Linked DNA regions of Gossypium arboreum: region 1 is linked to region 2. The links are chromatin contacts, called in public Hi-C maps. All regions are on one chromosome and are shown on one strand. The core of a region is the stretch at or near the end of the contact, and the rest is flanking DNA. Distances in the headings are between cores, read along the strand shown. Region 1 holds the start of LOC108454716 (mitochondrial import receptor subunit TOM20-like). Region 2 holds the start of LOC108454222 (cytochrome P450 94B3).

The links. A called contact is a pair of places that touch in the nucleus more often than the background predicts.
Region 1: a Hi-C map of leaf shows a contact between it and region 2, with 4 times the contacts expected there. The contact joins the promoter of LOC108454716 here to the promoter of LOC108454222 in region 2. A contact is called at or near these places in 2 of 5 Hi-C or Micro-C datasets (both in leaf).

What each region holds. Positions count from the first base shown.
Region 1 is chr9:17,154,488-17,157,742 of ASM2569848v2, forward strand. LOC108454716 (mitochondrial import receptor subunit TOM20-like) reads left to right here and starts at 1,761. Exons shown (of 6, transcript XM_017753264.2): 1 at 1,761-2,036; 2 at 2,142-2,220; 3 at 2,314-2,483; 4 at 2,597-2,644. The coding sequence starts at 1,941.
Region 2 is chr9:16,967,541-16,971,058 of ASM2569848v2, forward strand. LOC108454222 (cytochrome P450 94B3) reads right to left here and starts at 2,137. Exons shown (of 2, transcript XM_017752608.2): 1 at 1,177-2,137; 2 at 391-1,174. The coding sequence starts at 2,059. The coding sequence ends at 531. LOC108454221 (ATPase family AAA domain-containing protein FIGL1) reads left to right here. Exons shown (of 14, transcript XR_001866688.2): 13 at 1-7; 14 at 190-379.

The DNA of each region.
Region 1 (3,255 bases), core at 511-3,010, 190 kb after region 2:
TTTGTACTGAGTGGAAATCTCTCTTTCAATGTGTTCTTTCTAATGAACTCTTTGTTTCATGTTTCTAATGAACACAAAAAAGAAAAAAAAATCATTATCTCTAAAACTTGGTAAATTTCGAGTATGAATTAGAAAAGAATTACAAGCGAAAATAGAATAGAAAAGATGAACAAGATGATAGGTATTTATATATTCAGTTGGAGAGAGAAGCATTGTCGTAATCGTTGTAACATAAAGAGTATGACACATGGATTTCTTATTTAATGGATTTCTTGTTTAAGTTTTATTTTTTTTTTCTTATATTCATGTTAGACAAATTTGACAGAAATCATCAACACTATTATTGTTGTCTTTATTTGCTCACAATCAAAACGTCCAGGGGTTAATTTACTTACTTTTTTTTAAAAGACCAATTTTTTCATGTCCGAAATGTACAAGACCCAAGGGGTATTTACATCTCTATAATTTATAAAAGTATATATGGCGATTGAAAGTTTTTATTCCATTAGCAGGGTTGAGATTTTTCCACATATATTATTTATTTTTTTAATCATTTTAAGGATACATGACAAAATCCTAACATTACTTATGGAGTTAAAACTTTCTACCATCAATATAATAAATAACTATACATATATTAATATATATTTTAAATATATAATTTAAATATTAATATATTTAAAAATAAAATAAAATTAACCAATTAACTAAAATAGCTTAAATAATAAATTAAAAATACAAATATTGTTAAATATATTTAATAGTTTATTTTTTTAAATTTTAATATATTGTTAAGAAATTAAAATGTTTAATTTTACTTGATTAGAATTAAAAATGTTTCAAAAATTTTAAGTGTTAATACCAACATACATGCATGTTTGTTGTACAATTTTAAAACGAATGTTTTATTTTTAATGAATTTAAATTTATAAATTATGTATGATTGTGCTAAACACCGTAAAATTAATTTTTTAATATATTTGGGACTAATTTTAATTTTAATTTGTTTCATAAAATATTTTTAAATAAAAACTTTTTGACTAATAAATAGTTAATTTCACTATGCTAAATTAAATTTTTATTCTAATTCATTATATGAATTTTTATTAATATAAAATTCATAAATACTTATATTAAATATATTTTTAAAAATTTAAATTGTAAAACTAACTACAAAAATTAAAGTTTATTATGTTATAATGTATGCTAATTAGATTCTTATTTATAAGGATTTTTATGTTAATTAGATTTTATTATAATAAAGATTGTTCTATAGAATTGAATTTTTTTTATTTGATGGAAAGAAAAAAAAGACTATACCTTCGTTATATGAAATACGAATAAGTAATAAAATGATGGATATAATATTAGAAATTGTATATATCATATATATATATATATATATAATAATTTAAGACATTATTTTTATAAAATAAAATATTGAATTACAAAATATATAAAATAAATTATAAAATTATAAAATAATTTAATATTTTTAATTGATACGTACAATCAACAACGTACCGTTGGATAAGAAAACTAATATTAATATATATTTAATATATTTATATTAAGTCATTAATTCGAATATTTTATTTGGTCAAAACAATAATTCGAATATTAGTTGAAGCTTGACTGCCAAAATGAATTTATTCAGAGACAAGCCCAAGCCCAATATTATCCTATATTTGCATCCTAAGCCCATTTTAGAAAAGAGGACTATAACCCTTAAATGTGAAATACCCGAAAAACCCAGTTTATTTATTTATTTGTTTTCCATTTTTCTTTAACGGAAACTGAACATTAGCAGCAGTTTCCAATTGGCCGCCATTGTGGTCGGAACTGAGAAGAAGCCATAATCACTGTTTTCTCTAAGCTTATTATATAAGAAATATCGAACCCGATAAAAGAAGAAGAAGAAGAAGTTAGAACGAGCAGCCATGGAATCGTCGAGTGAGCTCGATAGTCTGCACTTTTTCGAGCAAGCTCTTAAAATTTCCGAAGCTACTTACGCTTCTAATCCTCTCGATGCCGACGTTCGCTTCCTCCTTCTGTCGATCTTTTCTCTTCTTCTTCTTCCTCTTTTTTTCCAATTAAAATTGATATTTGGCTAATTTTTAATTTATATTTATTGTTTGCAGAACTTAACAAGATGGGCTGGAGCTTTACTTGAGTTGTCTCAGTTTCAAAGCGTTCCAGATTCACAGAAAATGATTCAAGGTTCTCATAATATATATACACATAAAATTTAATTTCATTCATTGGTAATTCAAATATTAATTTTGTTGGTTACTAAAAATTAATTGTGAATAGATGCTATTTCGAAGCTAGAGGAGGCTTTGTCGATTAACCCTAAAAAGCATGATGCTTTATGGTGTTTGGGAAATGCTCAGACTTCTTTTGCATTTTTGACTAACAAGGAAGATGAGGCCAGGCCTTACTTCGAAAAGGCAGCTCAATATTTCCAGCAAGCAGTTGATGAGGTTTTTCTGTAGTTTTGTTTGGCTAAAGTATCAATTACTGCATTTATGGGTGGATCTATAGATTCATTGCTTGAATGCTCTTTTTTTTTAACTTGGTAGCTTTGTATTTGTAGGATCCCAGCAATGAAATTTACCTGAAATCTTTGGAAATATCTGCTAAGGTAGGTCTCTCTCCATACTTGGTACGATTTATTCTTTAAATAATGCTTATATTTCATCTGATTTTTAACTTTCAATGGCCGAGTACAACATGTATTTACTTTTGGAAGTGTGAGATGGAGCATATTGATTCTATTTCATGACTGTTAGATAAATTCCTTGTGTTGTCCTTAGATGTTAAATGCGGAATAGTTTGCAAACCTTGCAGAAGATTGCTCCACCCTTTGTATTGATCCTACTGGTTAACTTGCACATTAACGTCTCTTGAAATGATTGCAACCATTCTTTTTTTTGGCCGAATGCTGTGAAATTCAGATGCATATGGATATAGCTCGGTATTATATAGAAATATATCTAGTAATGGTAGTCTAGATTTTGTTTGCCTATATATCTTACACTGATAAAATTCAGAATAAATAAAACTTGAGATTTGTGGTAATAGACGCATTCTAAGGGCATATAAACATGACTACCTTAGGACAAATTAATTGTACAGAACACATTTTCTGCCTTGTTTGAAGCCAATCAGTTAAGAGGTTTCTTAAAGCCAAACTAGAGGGAGGTATTAAGTTCAAAATGTTCCATGCGCCATTTGTTCTCTGCAATCCTCCTT
Region 2 (3,518 bases), core at 887-3,386:
TACGATAGTAAGCCCTTAGCAGCTTCTTGTACCAGTTAATTTCCATTAACTCGAAAATAAATCATCCTAGATTAGCAGCATTGGTTCGTTTTCTTGTTTCTTTGTGTCAAAACAAGAAGAGTGAAATAAACCTCAATCTAGTTAAAGCAAGAGCTTGAGTTATAATGGTTCTTTTGAATATTGAAACAGGGAAGTTAATCAAAGGAGAGGAGAAATAGATAAGGTTAATCTTAAAGAATCAGTTCAGGTGACTTAAATAGTTCCAAACACTCGTGCATGTGATGAAGCATTCTGACTAGGAATTGAAGATAATTATCTATGTTCAGCTTCTACAGTCACAAACTTGTCCCCTGAAGGATAACCACATGATTTTGATAAATGGTCTTGATCGATGCAAATGGTTATGATTAAATATTTGATGAAGATTTTATATTATGTGTTTGTTTTAGCTAAGCATTTCCTCCTAACTATAATACAGATGAAACATAATGGCATATTAGCATCTTACATTGAATCACTAATTTTTGCTATTATCTTGAATGATCTCTTTTCTGAATCACAACCTTTAGTCCGCCAGCCATATGAGCTGTGAAGAGTGGCATGAAGACTGGCTTTTCTGAAACAACCGGTTTGATTTCAAACTGTCTAAGTATGGAAGCCACCACATAGTTCATCTGAATGAAAGCCATTTCCTTCCCAAGACAAACTCTTGGACCGGCCTGAAAAACTGGGAACTTGTATGGACAAACCTTCTTTAGTGATCCTTCATGGTAGCTTGCTGGTTCGACAAACCATCGGCTTGGTCTGAATTCATACCAGTCTTCCCCCCACAATGCTTCCATCCTCCCCATTCCGTAGGGAAAATAGGTCACCCTATCTCCTGCCTGGACCGGCGTGCCATCAGGCAACAAGTCATCCGCCATGGCATGCTTGGAGTCCCAGAGCACTGGTGGATAAAGCCTCATGGATTCACAAAGAGATGCTTTTAACAATTTAAGTTCCTTATTCAATGATTCATAATCTAACAAGATTTTCTCCATATTGTTTATCTCTTTCACAAGCTCTTTCTCTATAACTGGATGGCAGGAAAGCAACCAGAAGAGCCATGTCATTGCTGCTGACGTTGTATCCCTTCCTGCCATGATGAAGCTTATGACCATATCTCTTGTCACTTATCATTGCCTGCTGATGTCAACCTCGACAAGAGATCTTCACCATGATTCTCTCGGCTTTCATCAATCTTTCTCTTCTTGCCACGAATGATTCCCTCAACATATGTACGGACTTCCTCCACGGCATTCTTGAGCCATTTCTCTGATCTGACCCCAACCCATTTCTTAACCTTCCAAACCAAGAACAAAGGAGCCGCTGCACGCTTGGCGGATATCTTTGATGCCGTGTTGAAAGCTTCATTGAGAGATGAAACAGGCTGAGAAGGATCTAAACAACAACGATCCACCCCTAACGAGACCTTGCAGATCATATTAAACGCAAGTCTTTTTAGCAACTCCTGCAGGTCCACCACTTTCGATGTCTCAGCTAATGACTCTAACAAAGGTAACAAATGATTTTGGACCTCGTCCTTCAATGTACTCATCATAAATTCTCTCAAAAAACTGGTGCTGAAAACATGGCATGCTAACTTCCTTTGCATCGGCCAAAGCTCACCATCCACATTGAATATCCCGTAGCCAAGAAAATCACCTAGTATTTCAGTGAAAGGCTTGCCTTTAGGGAAATTATTGAAGTTGGTTTTCAGCACGTATTCAACATTCTTAGAGTTTGCTGTCACGATAGTTCTTGGAGCACCGAACCGGTTGATGACAACTGTATTGGTGGCTGATTCTGTGAGGAGCTCCGTATACCAATCTAACAAGCGATGGCGGTTTTTATAGAAGGAAATCAAGCAGCCGAGTATAGGATATGTTGGGGGGCCATCTGCTGGCAATTTTGGTGCTTTGCAGATTTTACATAACATTACATGCAACCAAGAGAAAAACACTGATATGAACACAAACTTGAGGGTCGGAACACTAAAGAGGGACGTTAATATTTCCATCGTAGCCTAAAGACTAACGGATGGTTCTGCAAACTAGAATTTGAGGAGGTTTATGAGAAATATATAAGCTATTCAGCTACCGGTGTTGTTTTTTAGAGAAAAAGTTTGTTTTTAGAGAAAAAGTTTGTTTTTTAATAAGGATAAATCTCAAAATTATACATAAATTTTAATTTGATGTAATTATACATGTGAAATTTTAATTGTAGTTCAAATATATACTTGAAATTTTAATTTTATTTAATTATACACATTTAAAGAAATAAATATATTAATTTATTTTTAAGCTGGATAAATATAATTATTTATTTATGTAATATATAAATATAAAATGATGTTATATCAATAATTGTGTTAATAATTTATAAGAATTGGATCAAATTAAAATTTCATGTATAAAATTATACAAAATCAAAATTCATGTATACAATTACACATTAAATTATAGTTCATGTATAGTTTTGAGACTTATCCTTTTAATAAACTTGAAAACTTCATCTCATAGATTTGAATTAAAATCATATTAAATTTGATTTATCATAAAATATTAATAACCTAAACTTAAAATGATTGGAGGAGAACTTAAACTTGAAATGATTGGGGTAGGAAACTTGAAATGATTCGATTAAATAACTTGAAATAATCTGAGTTTATAATGATTTACTTTAAAATTTGAATCTTAAATTTAAATCTCCTAAATTCGAAATAATTTGAATATATTTTATTAATCTACAGATTGAGACTATAATCTTACCTTTGATACAATCATCATAATTATTAATTTATTATCTAAGTCATGAACAGATGTGATGGCAAAAAAAAAAAAAAAGTTATGAACAGGTGTAGTTGACCCACTACTTGAAAATTTAGAGCAAAAGATTTCTATAAAACATAGGATCGACAGAGAAAAGTTGGTTTTACATTAAACTATGTCAGTCTGTCAGCTTCTATTTTTTATGATTACATAGAGTAAAGTTACTGATATGCAATAATGATGAAAATCCAAATTGATGGATATATAACACCCACATGATTTTATGTTTTACTTGTCTGGTTTTACTACAAGCTTTATTAAAAAACAAAAAGATTTATTTCTTTATTTTTCTTCCATTTTCTCTTCTTTTTGAATTGACAAATTTCTTTCACAAAATGAGTAGACAAGGGAGCAGTTAAAAGGGTTTTTTAGTCCATCTTTGTCCAAAAGTGCTGACTTCAAAGTCTTTCAAGTTGCCCCATCTACAGTCATTCTTTATTAAGAGAAATTATCAAAGATTTCGATGGCTTTCAGCATAAATTTAAACTGTTCTAAAGTTGGATGCTATTAATTTATTTGATTACACGGTGTTTGCATGAATTATATATATCTAATTCTACACTGCACGGTTTTAAGGGTCACTTATATACGCTCTTTTGAGCTGCTTCAATTTCTTTCCTTGTTGATGCATCTCAATTAGAGCTTTTG